3 separate regions of the Mus musculus genome follow, and regions 1 and 2 are each linked to region 3. The links are chromatin contacts, called in public Hi-C maps. All regions are on one chromosome and are shown on one strand. Each heading gives the region's core, a stretch centred on a gene start, on an enhancer-like site or on the middle of the called end of the contact. The rest is flanking DNA. Distances are from core to core; before and after follow the strand shown. Region 1 has its middle 67 kb from the start of Gm31333. Region 2 overlaps Trappc12 (trafficking protein particle complex 12). Region 3 has its middle 10 kb from the start of Gm31508.

What was found. Hi-C and Micro-C count contacts between places; a contact is called where the count stands out from the background.
Region 1: a Hi-C map of liver shows a contact between it and region 3, with 5 times the contacts expected there. The contact joins two enhancer-like sites. A contact is called at or near these places in 7 of 484 Hi-C or Micro-C datasets (cerebral cortex, forebrain, liver and 2 more) and 1 of 115 datasets of contacts at active chromatin or transcription factors (differentiating embryonic stem cells).
Region 2: a Hi-C map of liver shows a contact between it and region 3, with 2.2 times the contacts expected there. The contact joins two enhancer-like sites. A contact is called at or near these places in 8 of 484 Hi-C or Micro-C datasets (cerebral cortex, cortical glia, embryonic fibroblasts and 4 more), 2 of 115 datasets of contacts at active chromatin or transcription factors (differentiating embryonic stem cells and hepatocytes) and 1 of 9 other capture datasets (liver).

Annotation. Positions count from the first base shown.
Region 1 is chr12:29,073,361-29,077,167 of GRCm38.p6, reverse strand. No RefSeq gene overlaps it. Among named protein-coding and RNA genes, the nearest start is that of Gm31333, 67 kb to the left of the region's middle. Within about 2 kb of position 1,772, at least 20 of the 459 cell types and tissues checked have an H3K27ac peak or open chromatin away from gene starts, as enhancers often do. A contact at or near this core is called in liver, where this site is marked.
Region 2 is chr12:28,697,629-28,701,680 of GRCm38.p6, reverse strand. Trappc12 (trafficking protein particle complex 12) reads left to right here. Exons shown (of 12, transcript NM_178811.5): 8 at 72-145. Among named protein-coding and RNA genes, the nearest start is that of Mir6937, 20 kb to the right of the region's middle. Within about 2 kb of position 1,835, at least 102 of the 459 cell types and tissues checked have an H3K27ac peak or open chromatin away from gene starts, as enhancers often do. A contact at or near this core is called in hepatocytes and liver, where this site is marked.
Region 3 is chr12:28,898,350-28,902,103 of GRCm38.p6, reverse strand. No RefSeq gene overlaps it. Among named protein-coding and RNA genes, the nearest start is that of Gm31508, 10 kb to the left of the region's middle. Within about 2 kb of position 2,158, at least 8 of the 459 cell types and tissues checked have an H3K27ac peak or open chromatin away from gene starts, as enhancers often do. A contact at or near this core is called in hepatocytes and liver, where this site is marked.

The DNA.
Region 1 (3,807 bases), core at 523-3,022, 180 kb before region 3:
GGGGGTGGGGCATTTTCTTCATCAATGATTGTAGATAGTGCCATCCTTGGGCCATGAGGAACAAGCCAGTAAGCAGCATTCCTCCATGGTCTCTGCTTCAGTTTCTACTTTGAGTTCCTGCCTCGGCTTCCCTTCATGGTGGATGTGACTTGCAAGATGAAAGCAAACCTCCCCCCAAGCCCCCCACAAAAGTTTCTTTTAGTCACAGTGTTCGTCACACAAACAAAGCCAACCAGGATGGTGTGCAGCAGAGTTCACTAAGATACCCAGATTCTTGGGTTCAGGAACAAAGAATTGGGCCAGGACTCATGGACAATGAGAGAAACAAGAGTTTATTAAGAGACAAAAGCATTCCAGAGTGGAAAGTGGGTCAGAGAGCTGAGGAAGAGCCTGAGGCTAAAAGCCCTGGGCCATGAAGGTCTAGATTTTTTTGTTTAACATTGTCTCCTCAGAGGAGCTTCTCTTCCTTCCTCTCCTCCCACTCCTTCCCTCTCCTCTCCCCTCCCCCTAAGCCCTTTCCCTTTCTCCTCAGAGAAGGGGAGACCTCCTGTGGATGTCAACCCTGGAAGGCCCAGATCTTCTCTAGATCATTTGCCTAGCACCACCTTCTCCTGTACCTGTCAATCAGGAGAGTGCCAGCTTACCCTTCTCCCTCATTCCCACCCCCACAGATACATGCTGTTTTGTTACCTGTAGCTTGTGATTAGAGAAGTTTCTATTCCTGATGGCTCTGAATCCTCCCTCCCTATTCTCCTACCTCAGAAAAGGACCCACTCTAAAGCTGAAAAAGATGGCTCCAGAGGGGTGCCCCAAAGACAGCTAAGGTCAGACTGTCCCCTCACCTACCCCTAGTGCTGCAAAAGGTTCCACAAGCAGAGGACGTGTGCTTCTATAATTGAAGAGAGCGAGGGGAAAGCTTGGGGACAGTAGTAATACTGAGAGGAAAATCTCTCTAACCCACTCACCCATCAGTGACACAAGACATGGAGGAAGGCACTCCTAAAATAGCTTTCTCTCAAACTCATATGGGCTGTGCTGGGACCCTAGACAGTGTCTTTCCTGCTCCCAAGACACACAGGCGTCAGGAATGCTGTCATTTCTCAGAGAGTGGAGCTGCCAGCCTGACTCTTCAACTCACAGAGGAGCCGACTGTCGGTGCAATGACTTCAAATTGGTTTTTAAGTCTGACTCAGTTGAAGAGGGTAATATACCCTCTGGGGTGGGGTGCAGTTGTGGAGACATCTGTCAAGTGGCTGCCTTCTGGGAACCTGTGTCGGCATCCCCTGCTATCGTGGGACTATCTTCCCTGCTGTTTGCAGATCTCCCACTTGTTGGGTTTTGAAGGTTGTTATGAAAAGAGGGACCTTGAAAAAGGAAGAGAAAGGACAGCTTCGTGAAAGAGCCTTTGTGGAGGCTGTCATAGGGATGTATGTCTCTATGGTGACCAAGGCCGGCTCAAACGCAAGCAGAGCAACCATCGTGCACTCTCAGTTAGAGGCAAGTAGGGAGAGAGTGTGGAGAAGGACAAAGGCTTTACAACCTTGTCTGAGGAGCTGGGGTCTGCCTGTGCCTCAAAGGAGAGCATGTGGCTTTATCCACAGAACTCAAGCTCTTCAGATGAGAAATCGCAAGCCCTTCCTCAGGTGGCCAGTGAGATTCTCAGAAGATCAAGGTTACAGAAGCGTCTTGCCAAGAGCTGTCAGTGGCAGGAAGATCAAAGGCCTCTGCTCATTCAATATTTATTCAACAAATATACAGAATCCAGCTTCAAACTGAGAGCCGAGTTCAGTAAGCCAGAGAGGCGTCTAAATAGGTCTCCAAAATCAAAGTGGAGTCTGAGAGTTAGGTATCAGACCTTGGGATGCCAACAGCCACAGGAGGAGAGAGGCCTGGGAGGGGCCACAGCCCAAGATAGAGAGCTATGTTCTCCACAGCACACTGTGAAGCTGGTAGAATATCTCTGCAAAAAAAGAGACAGAAAGGAATAAGCCAGAGAGTGCTCATGACTCACGCTACCATCTTACGACATCTTGCAAAGGTAAGGCCAGAAAGAGCACAGCCCTGGCCTAGGAGAACCAAGACCCTAAGCAACTAGATCTTGCCCCCACAATCACAGACCTGTCATAGGAACACAGCAATGTGGCTGTCTCGGAGGCAAGGCAAGGTCATGGGGAAGAAGGGCATGGTGGCTTTCTTCCCTTCAGGGTAGAAAGCAGAGCTTCATGGTTGTCTGGGAATCCCAGGCAACCCCTTCCCCATTCACCTCTCATTCTTCCAGTCTTTACATGTTGTCCACACATAATCTGAGCTTCATTTCTACCACTGGCCTTGCTCAGCCTGGGTGTAGGACACCAGAACCCACAGCTGAGCAGTGTCAGCCCTTCTAGCCTAATCCCTGCACTGTCTTAGCTGTCCTGCTTCCAACAGGCTGGCTTTCACAAGAGCCTGCTTTTGAACACATTGCTCTTTCTGACGCAAAGAGAAGCTCGTTCTTCATCCTTAGGGCACCGCCTGCTTGGTTTAGCCAAGTTTCTTCAGTCCTCTGACCAATCCTCACGGAGTCAGAGGTCTCCTCTAGGAAGACACACAAGCTAGCACAAGGCCTACCCCAACAATGTGCACCTCTGCTCAGTAGCTGGTCTCCCCTGGCTGGGGCCTCTTCCCCTGCCTGGGACCTCCTTACCATGGTTGAGGCCTCCCTTCTTTGGCTGGTTTCTCCCTCTCTTCACTAGGTCTGAGCTCCTTTTCTGCAAACCTAAGCCCCCTTCACAGACCTGGCACGTGGTATGTACTCCCAATTCTGAGGTCAAGATCTCACCGATCTATGAACTGAACCCAGTTACCACAATCACCAGTGACCTGACAGTTCTTGCCCCTGTTCGAAGGCAGCACAGATCGCATAGGCAGACATCCCAGTAATTTTCCCATTCGCCAAGCCCACATGGAAATATATGCCTCACTCTAACATCAAACTCAAGCTGCCATGTCTCCTTCCGATTCCTGAGTAATGGAGCCACAAAATAGCTCCAGCTCAGAAACTCAAGATTATCTGTATCCTCAGGCATTATATAGAGAGCACCAGAATTCCAGAGAGGATGAGGAAGGCAGGTTTCCACACCCAGCAACTCCTTCGCCTGCTGTATATTTTTATCATGCTGCAGTTGAGATTGGGGCAGGCCGTGGTTTTCTGTCTCTCTTTTACTGGAGATCAACTCTCATCTGCCATCTCAAAGCTGCCATGTACTGTTCCTTGTTGGAGTCACTAACCACAATGCAAAGTCAAGTTTACTAAGAGCTGATGAGACAACACCAAGTCCTGCACACCGACACCTCATCAGTGTTAGTGGACAAGGAGCAGCTTCACGCTTCTTTCTGTAGACTTGAAGGTGCACTGTCGTCCATGAGAACCTAGATCATCGATATCAAACTGTGCCCTCTGCAGAACAGCAATGTTCTGAGCCTGGAGGGACCCAGCCAGTGGAGAGAGCAGATCTATGGTCAGAACAGCCTGCGACTTACACCCTGACTCCACTCTTTACTTTTAGGCAAATGATCCCACCTCTCTGAGCCGGAAGCCTCTCAGACAGGAAGTAAGAATGGAGTCACTTCTCAGGATTGTAGGAAGAACCAGTCACGAGAAAGCAAAACACACAGTGGCTTCCTGGAAAGCAGTAGGTGATCGATAAAGCAGACTTAATATAGCTTCACTTATGAATCTAGGCAAGATTTTAAGTGCTATAGAGATGCCTCTGAAAGAACACAACATAACACAATACAGGGGGAAAAATGGTTTTAGTTCTTTTTCCT
Region 2 (4,052 bases), core at 586-3,085, 200 kb after region 3:
CCAGAGTGTAGCAGTTGCCAGCTCGCAGGAGCACACTTGCTTGTGCACACTCACGCCTCTCTCTCCCGCAGCCTCTGTTCAGCTGTGGAGGTCTCGTCTGGGCCGTGTGCTGTACTCCATGGCAAACTGTCTGCTCCTGATGAAGGTATGTGGGCGGCTGAGCTGTAGAGCACCTTGTTCTAGCAGACAGTGTCAGCTAGAGGCTGCAAGGAAGTGCTGCGTGTTCCAATAGGCCTGACAAGGAAGTGAGCCGTGGGCCTCAGCAGTCTTCAGTGTGGCCTAGATTGCTCAGTAGAGTTCACTCACACTTGGGGGCCTAACTTGTCGTTGTAAAATTTCCACAGAAAACAGTTTATATTGCTGAATTTAATTGCACGGGCCTAGGTCTAAACAGTCTAATTAAAACTGCTCACTCCGCCCGAAAATGGGCGTTTTCCTCTGAACTCCATCCAGAAAATCTCACCTTTGTTCTGATTGTTTTACTGTGAGGGTCATTTTTTAATGATTGATGGATTTGACATCTGAAGGCAGTCTTTCCCACCAGACCCTCTTGTGAGGACCTCACCCCGAGCTGTGCACCTGAGGAGCCAGTGTGACTCGGGGAGCTCTGCCGGGCTGTCAGTCACTGAATTTCCAGTCCATTCTCCACGTGGGCCCTGCCAGCGGGTTTTCAGCTTCTCTCTCATTTCAAATACATCCCATGCCTGGCTTGCCTCCCGCCCTGGGCACGGGTGGCCTGCCACAGAGCTGGCGGCCTTGCTGCCAGCTGCAGGCAGGCACTGAAGCCGCCACGGAATCTGTCAGCAGCAGACGCCCAGAGCAGCGCTGTTAACACCTTCCGAGCTGTGGTGAGACGGCTCATCAGCTCATCCTCAGCCAAGGTCGTCCTGCTCTGACTGAGCGGCCGCCAGCGGGCAGGTTACCAAGGGGAAGAGCGTGCTCCTCGCTTTAGAGCGACTGGCAGCCCTCCACGTGGCCAGCTCCTTGGACCTGGCAGGAAAGTCTGTGACCACAGCCCAGCCATAGGACAGTGTGTTTCCTCTGCACCTCTGCAGACAGGTGACGTGTGACATTGGGTGTAGACAGGCTCTTGTAGTAGGTGACCTTGACACAGAAGAATGGGTTTCCTAAAACCTCTCCAGCTGTCCTCACAGCTCTTTCCGACTCTTGAACACATTACAGCTTTTAGAAGTTCTGTGTGAGATATTTGCACATGGTCTGTTGCCACAGGGCCACTTTGTTCCTGGTATCTTCCCACATCCACCTCCCTGGTGACATCATTGCAGAGCCTCCCCCACCTCCCCATGGGCTGCAGCCCTCAGCCAAGGAGGGGCCTGCTTCCTTCTGTCCCACCGCCCCCTGTGAGGCCTGCCTCTCCTCACTGCTGTGGCCTGTAGCAGCCTGAGAAGGCACCGGGAGCCTCCAGTCTCCTGAAGTCTCTGAGCCTTGGTTGCCTTCTTAGGCTTGCAGCACTGGTGGTGCCCAGCCACAGGCTGAAGATGCTCAGGGAGGAAGTCGCTGCTCAGCTGCAGTGCACTCAGCTTGCCTTTCTGAGAGACTCTGTTAGAAAATAGTGTAACAAAAAACGCTTTCCTTTGTTTTACTGCAGTAGTGACACCGCCAGCAATGTAGGCACAGGCACCAAACGTCTGCCTGTGACATCCTGTCACCCAAGGTTCTGAACGGGACGGATTATCATGTCTCAAAAATACTTTCTCCATGGATGTAATTTAAATTAAAAGTTTGATTTAATCTTGATTTTCATGAGTTAAAGAAATGCTGTAAGGAAAGTGGATGTGAGCACATGCAGTCTGCTGCCATCTAGTGGACACGACAAGTATTGCCACAGTAGCTGGGCTGCATAGCTGGGGCCTGTGTGCCAGCTAACAATGACCTAATTAATCAGCCTTTTAATGATAAGAAATTTGCTCATATGTTCTAGTTCTGAGAGTCCCACTATATATTTCCAGGAACACCCGCTTGCAAGACAAAGCCCTTCGTTCATAAATGTGATATCCTGAGGTTTCACAGTAGCCATAAGATACCTGGACAGTTTTCAGCTTCACGTCCTTATACCTCCCACACAGCATTGACTATTGTGGCTTCTCTTTTGTGGGGAAGAGCCTGCCACACACAGGGTGCCTCCTCTTTGCTTGGAAAACACTACATAAAGCCTTTGTTGGCAACAGAACAGCCATTAATACAATTTAGCAGTCTCTCAGCCAATGCAGTTTTTAGGTGCAAGTCAGGCAAGAATGCTTTTGCCCACATATGAGTGTTTGTATTTCTATTCAAGGGCAGGTCAGTGTAGTCAGAAGAGTAGAGCGGACACACTACAAGAAGCTGTTGTCAGCTGGCCTCCAGGTTCCCAGAATGAGTGATTTCATTGACTAACAGCCAACTAGGTGGCCGTCAGTGACAGCCCTGAACACTCCCTCTAACCGCCCCCAGGCTTGTTGACACATGCTGACACTGATGCCGATAGCACCTGCCTGACAACCCCTTCTCTGCTGCTGCTTTTTCGGATCAGTCCCAAACCTGTGGATCCACCCTGCCTCCTAGGAGAACTGTAAAATCCTATCAAAACTGAACCTGGTGGTACATACCTTTAACACCAACATGGGAGACAGAAACAGATGGATCTCTTGAGAGTTCAAGACCAACTGAGTCTCTATAGTTAGTTACAGGCTGTACAGAGCTATACCGTAAGACTCAGTCTCAAAAAAGTTATATATAATGGGTATATTTATAGCCTGTTTCTTTTCTGTTGGGCCATTCTCAGTAGCATGTACCCTTGACCCTAGGGCAAGTTTGAAAGGCAGCAATGCCAATCAAAAAAATCTAAGATCCTAGCAGGGCTTACTCCTGAGGCATACTGACCCTCCATGCCATGCACCCTGGCCCTCCATGAGCTGTCCATCAGAAGCATCATGAGCAGGGTGGAGCCTAGGTCACGATGGCCTGTGATCAGATGCAGTACTGTGACTCGGCACAGCCTGCCCTCTGCTCGGTGAAATAAAACGTAAGGGTACGTACCAGGTTGGAGGAGGAGACCAGGATGGACCTTAGGGGCCATGGGCTAGACCCTGGTCAGCCTGAGAGCAGGCCCTCAAGTCGCACAGGGTGGCGTGTCCGTGTCCCCTCAGCCATGACCCTGACTGCCCAAAGGCTGCCTTCTCCCCTGACACCTCATGGTGCATGCACACACACACACATCCACGTGCACCTGCTGGCACAATGAGAAATAAGGCCGGCTGGCCTTGGGCGGGGCCGCAGTGACAGGCAGCAAACGTGGTAGGAGAGGAAATCAAGGCATGTGTGGTCTGGCTCCTTGTGAGCATCAGGCCTTGAATAAAATTAGTTTTAACGAGCTGCACTTGAAGGTACCAGACTGGAGAGTCTTCTTTTTTTTTTACCCCTGCCAAACTGGAATTTTCCTTGTCGTCTGTCTCTATAACCTCCCAATTAGCAAGCTCAGTCGCTGTAGTCCCAGTTTAGAGGAAACTTAAAGTTTAGAGTAGAGAAGTGAAATACCTCCCAGAATCTTATGGTTAGGAGGAAATGAGCAGTGCCAGCCTTGGACTGGTCACCATGAGCTGTAACTGAGAGGAAACAAGTGCTTGGCACGGCTCTTGCCACAGTGTTTGCTCGGCTGCACGCTACAGAGGCTGGAGGAGGAGCTGACCTTTGAACCCTCTCACTGAACCCAACTCTCATACCTTTTTGTACTGTGGACCAAAAGTGGGAAGTGGATACTAGGTGGGTGGTAGAGAGACTTAGCCTCAAGGAGGGGCTGCAGGCAGGAGTGGTGTGAGGCTGCTGCTAGGAAGGTGCACAGAGCTGAAGCACTGAAGACAAAGCTCAATCTGCAGGATACAGACGCCAAGGCCACAGCGCCTTCAGTGCCTCTGGACACCTGCCTCTATAGAGCAGCAGTAACTACATGTCATTATAGGTCACAGTGACATCCATATGCCCTCACTGTCATAGTAAACTTGATTGGTGGGTCATTTCAATGCAGGTATTTTGCCTCAATATTGAGCACAGAAAAG
Region 3 (3,754 bases), core at 909-3,408:
TATCCTTCTTTTTTTTTTGAAAATTTTTATTAGATATTTTCTTTATTTACATTTCAAATGTTATCCCCTTTCCTGGTTGCTCCTCTGAACACCCCTATCCCAGCCCCCTCCCCCTGCTTCTATGAGGATGTTCCCCCATCCATCTACCCACTCCTACTCCCCTGTCCTGGCATTCCCCTACACTGGGGCATTGAGCCTTCACAGAACCCAGGGCCTCTCCTCCCATTGATATCTGACAAGGCCATCCTCTGCTACATATGCATCTGGAGCCATGGGTCCCTCCATGTGTATTCCTTGGTTGGTGGTTTAGGCCCTGGGTGCTCTGGGGTTCTGGTTGGTTGATATTGTTGTTCCTCCTATGGGGCTGCAAACCCCTACAGCGCCTTCAGTCCTTTCTCTAACCCCTCTGTGCTCAGTCCAATGGTTGGCTGAGAGCATCTACCTCTGTATTTGTCAGGCTCTGGCAGAGCCTCTCAGGAGACAGCTGTATCAGACTTGGATCATGTTCTGATACAAGTGGTCAGGCATACCTGGGTTAAAGGTTAGCATAGTGCTCACACTGTGTGCTCTTGGGCTCTGAGCAAGTCTCCATCTCCCTAAGCTTCTGCTCCTTGCATTCTTATCACACAGGGACAATCAGAAGCCACCATCTATGACTGAGGGTACACAGCCCTCACCAAACCCCCAAATCTGCCAGAGCCTTGATTTTACTTAGACTTGCAGCCTTCGGAGAAGTATAAAGTGAATTTCTGCTGTCAGGTATCCATGCCTGCTCCTGACATGTACACGCACTGCCCCCTCACACACACACACACACACACACACACACACACACACAGCTGTAGCACTTATGATGAGCAAGGTTGTCATCTTCATACAATTATCTGGGAGACAAGCTCCCAGACATGCCTGTGAGGAAGTTTCTACATTAGGCTGTCTGAGGAGAAGAGGCAGTTCGCCCAGCCAGCACTAGGCCCCAGGACAGAGTGCAAGGTGAATGACACAGACAGAGGCGAGCTAAGCACCAGCGCTCATCACCCTCTGCTTCCTGATTGCAGACACAAAGTGATCAGCTGCCTCAGGCTCCCACACAAGCAGGCCAAGAGAGCAGGCAAGGGTGAAGGAGAGTGGGCCACAGTGGTTCCTCACTGTGGTGGCTGGGTACAGGGATGGCTCAGTAAGGAGCTTATACATCAGAGAGACGGACAGGACAGAAAAGTGTCAAAATCACACACACACACACACACACACACACACACACAAGCGTGCACTGCTGCCTCATGCCCTGACTGAGGGTCCTGAGCTCATGCTGTGGGGACCAAGTCAAGGCTAGCTATCACTGGCTGGGGTGTACTGCAGAGATGGATGGAAGTAAGGTCTCCGAATCCTGCCTCCCCAAGATCCCAGGATCACCATTACAATCTGTTTGTCAATGATAGATAATTTATGACTTCCTAACCCCCACAGTCCATCACTCTGGGAGCCCTGACTGGCAGGCGGGGCCAGCCAGTTACTGTTGGCCAGTGTTCCATGTCCTGGTTGGAAACTCTCCCATGATAAATAAGTATTGATTAACCCCACTGACCCTGGCACTCAGAAAAAGCAGTCCTCTGTGTTGTCCTTCCTTCCGAAGTGACACACTTTCTCTCATGCCTTCAGGACTCCCTGAGGCTGCCTTGTTCTGAAACCCAAAGGCTCAGAGTAACCAAGCCTGCCTTTTGCCACCTGCTCTAGCGTGCCCCAGAACTGCAGACAAGGTCTGTCTTTGCTGTTCTTCCACTTGGCCACTAATGTAAAACTTAGAAGTAGAATGCAACGCTGGCCTCCCATGTATGGTAAACTGAGAGCTCTCCCAAATTGGGGTGTTTCACAGGGAGCTGCATCATGTGAGGGACCAGAAAAGCATTATCCCATTGGGGTGTGGGTGAGGCTGTCTCTGAGCAAAACTTGCTCTCTATGTGGCCTTACTTGAGGGCCCTGCTCAGTAGGACAGAACAGACTGGAACCAGTACAGTCCCCACCACCCCATTTCCTAGTCAGTGTCTATGGGTCATCCCAGGTTAAAGGAAAGGGACCCAGGTGGAAGGGAGGGAGCATGCTTGCCATCACGTGAGTTATCCAGATTGTGCTCTTGATGACACATGGCTTGTAACCAATGAGCCACGTCCTCTACAGCACAGACTTGCCTGGAAGGAAAGCTGTTCTCCAGCCCTGGCACTTCCCAACTGTGTGACCCTATGAGGTAATTAACCTCCAGGAGCCTCCGTTTCCTCAACCATAAAAGGACCATAATGCCTCGTGCTGCCTGGGGCTGTTGAGCAGATTCAGTGTGAACTGTGTGTGCTCACTGGCTCTCTGTCCCAGAAGTTCTCAGCACCCTAGGAGTCATCATCTCATCTTCTCAGCAACCTCACCTTTAGACTGCCTACCCCATCAAACCCAACCTACCATGGTCTAGACACTCTGTGCTGCACCTGGCTAAGAAGGGCGGCAAATGTAACGATGACTCCCCACTGGGGTGCTCAGCCTGGGGAGAAAGGGTCCTGGGCAGCAATACAGACCTCCCCTCTGTCCCTATCTAGTGAGGGTGATGCTAACCTCTGTAAAGAGTGCAATGTACATCCTGGCGTATCATAAATACAGTCCACTGGCCGTTACCACTGTGTAGTAAAGAGATAATGTGAGCTTTCCCTGAATTTCCTTTCTGGTCCCCACCTCTCTTTCTGATGTAACCCTTTCCTAGGCCTGGCATGTCATTGCATATTGACATCAGTTTTATGCAAGGTATTTCCCATAAGCCAAGTTAAACCCTAAGTGAAATGAAGCTAGCTAAAACAAATGAACACACAGTCTCCCACGTCCCCCAGCTTGCCAAGCGCTCTTGTCTTGCAGAGGGGTTCCTATTGATCGCCCTGCTCTCCCTGATCCCTGACCCCTGACCTCTATTCCCCCAAGGAAAGCGCAGATCAGCAGCTTTCCTGCCGCCATCCATAAACCTTGCTGAGTTAGACCCCCATCCTTCTTTCTGATTAGACCTTCCGCTCCGTTTGTCATCCGTCTGGGTGATCTACTTCCCTCCAGTCTGTCAAGTTGCCCCATAACCTCATTCCCAGGGACTTCAATCTCTCAAAACCAGACTCAGATTTATTGTAAAGAACATCCCCGGAATAGAAATTGCCTTGTCTCCCTTTGCGGGAAGATGAAAGCCTACAGGGCCCCTTCCCATGGGCTGCCTTGGTGCCCCACTCCCAACCCCCAGCCCACAGAGTTCAATGAGGCACAGTGACCCTGACACTGTGGTTGGTGACTAACAGACAGTGAGGGTCACAGGGACATGACAGCAAGGTAACACCTCAGCTATGAGGGGATCCCCAAAAGTCAAGAACAGCAGGGCCAAGGCTGAGAAAGACTAACCTTGCTGCGACCTTACTCCATTTCCAGCTGGGACCCATACTATCAGAAGTGCAAGTGGGTAGTACCCAAGATCAGCAGAATTTGTTCAGCGCCGCGCACCCCCATGAGTAAATAAGGTCCTCTGGAAATGGACTTCACTCCACCCAGATGGCTCTGAGCTGATGTGACCTCATCCCCAGAAGCCACACGACATCAGAAGTGTCAATAGAACAACTGGCACATCGTAGATAGCTGGCACTGTCAGCTGGTGAGCCAGGTGTCTAGCTCCCTAGGGTTGCATGGGAAGGTGTGCTGGCTAGTTTCATGTCAACTTGACACAATCTAAAGTCATCTGAGAGAG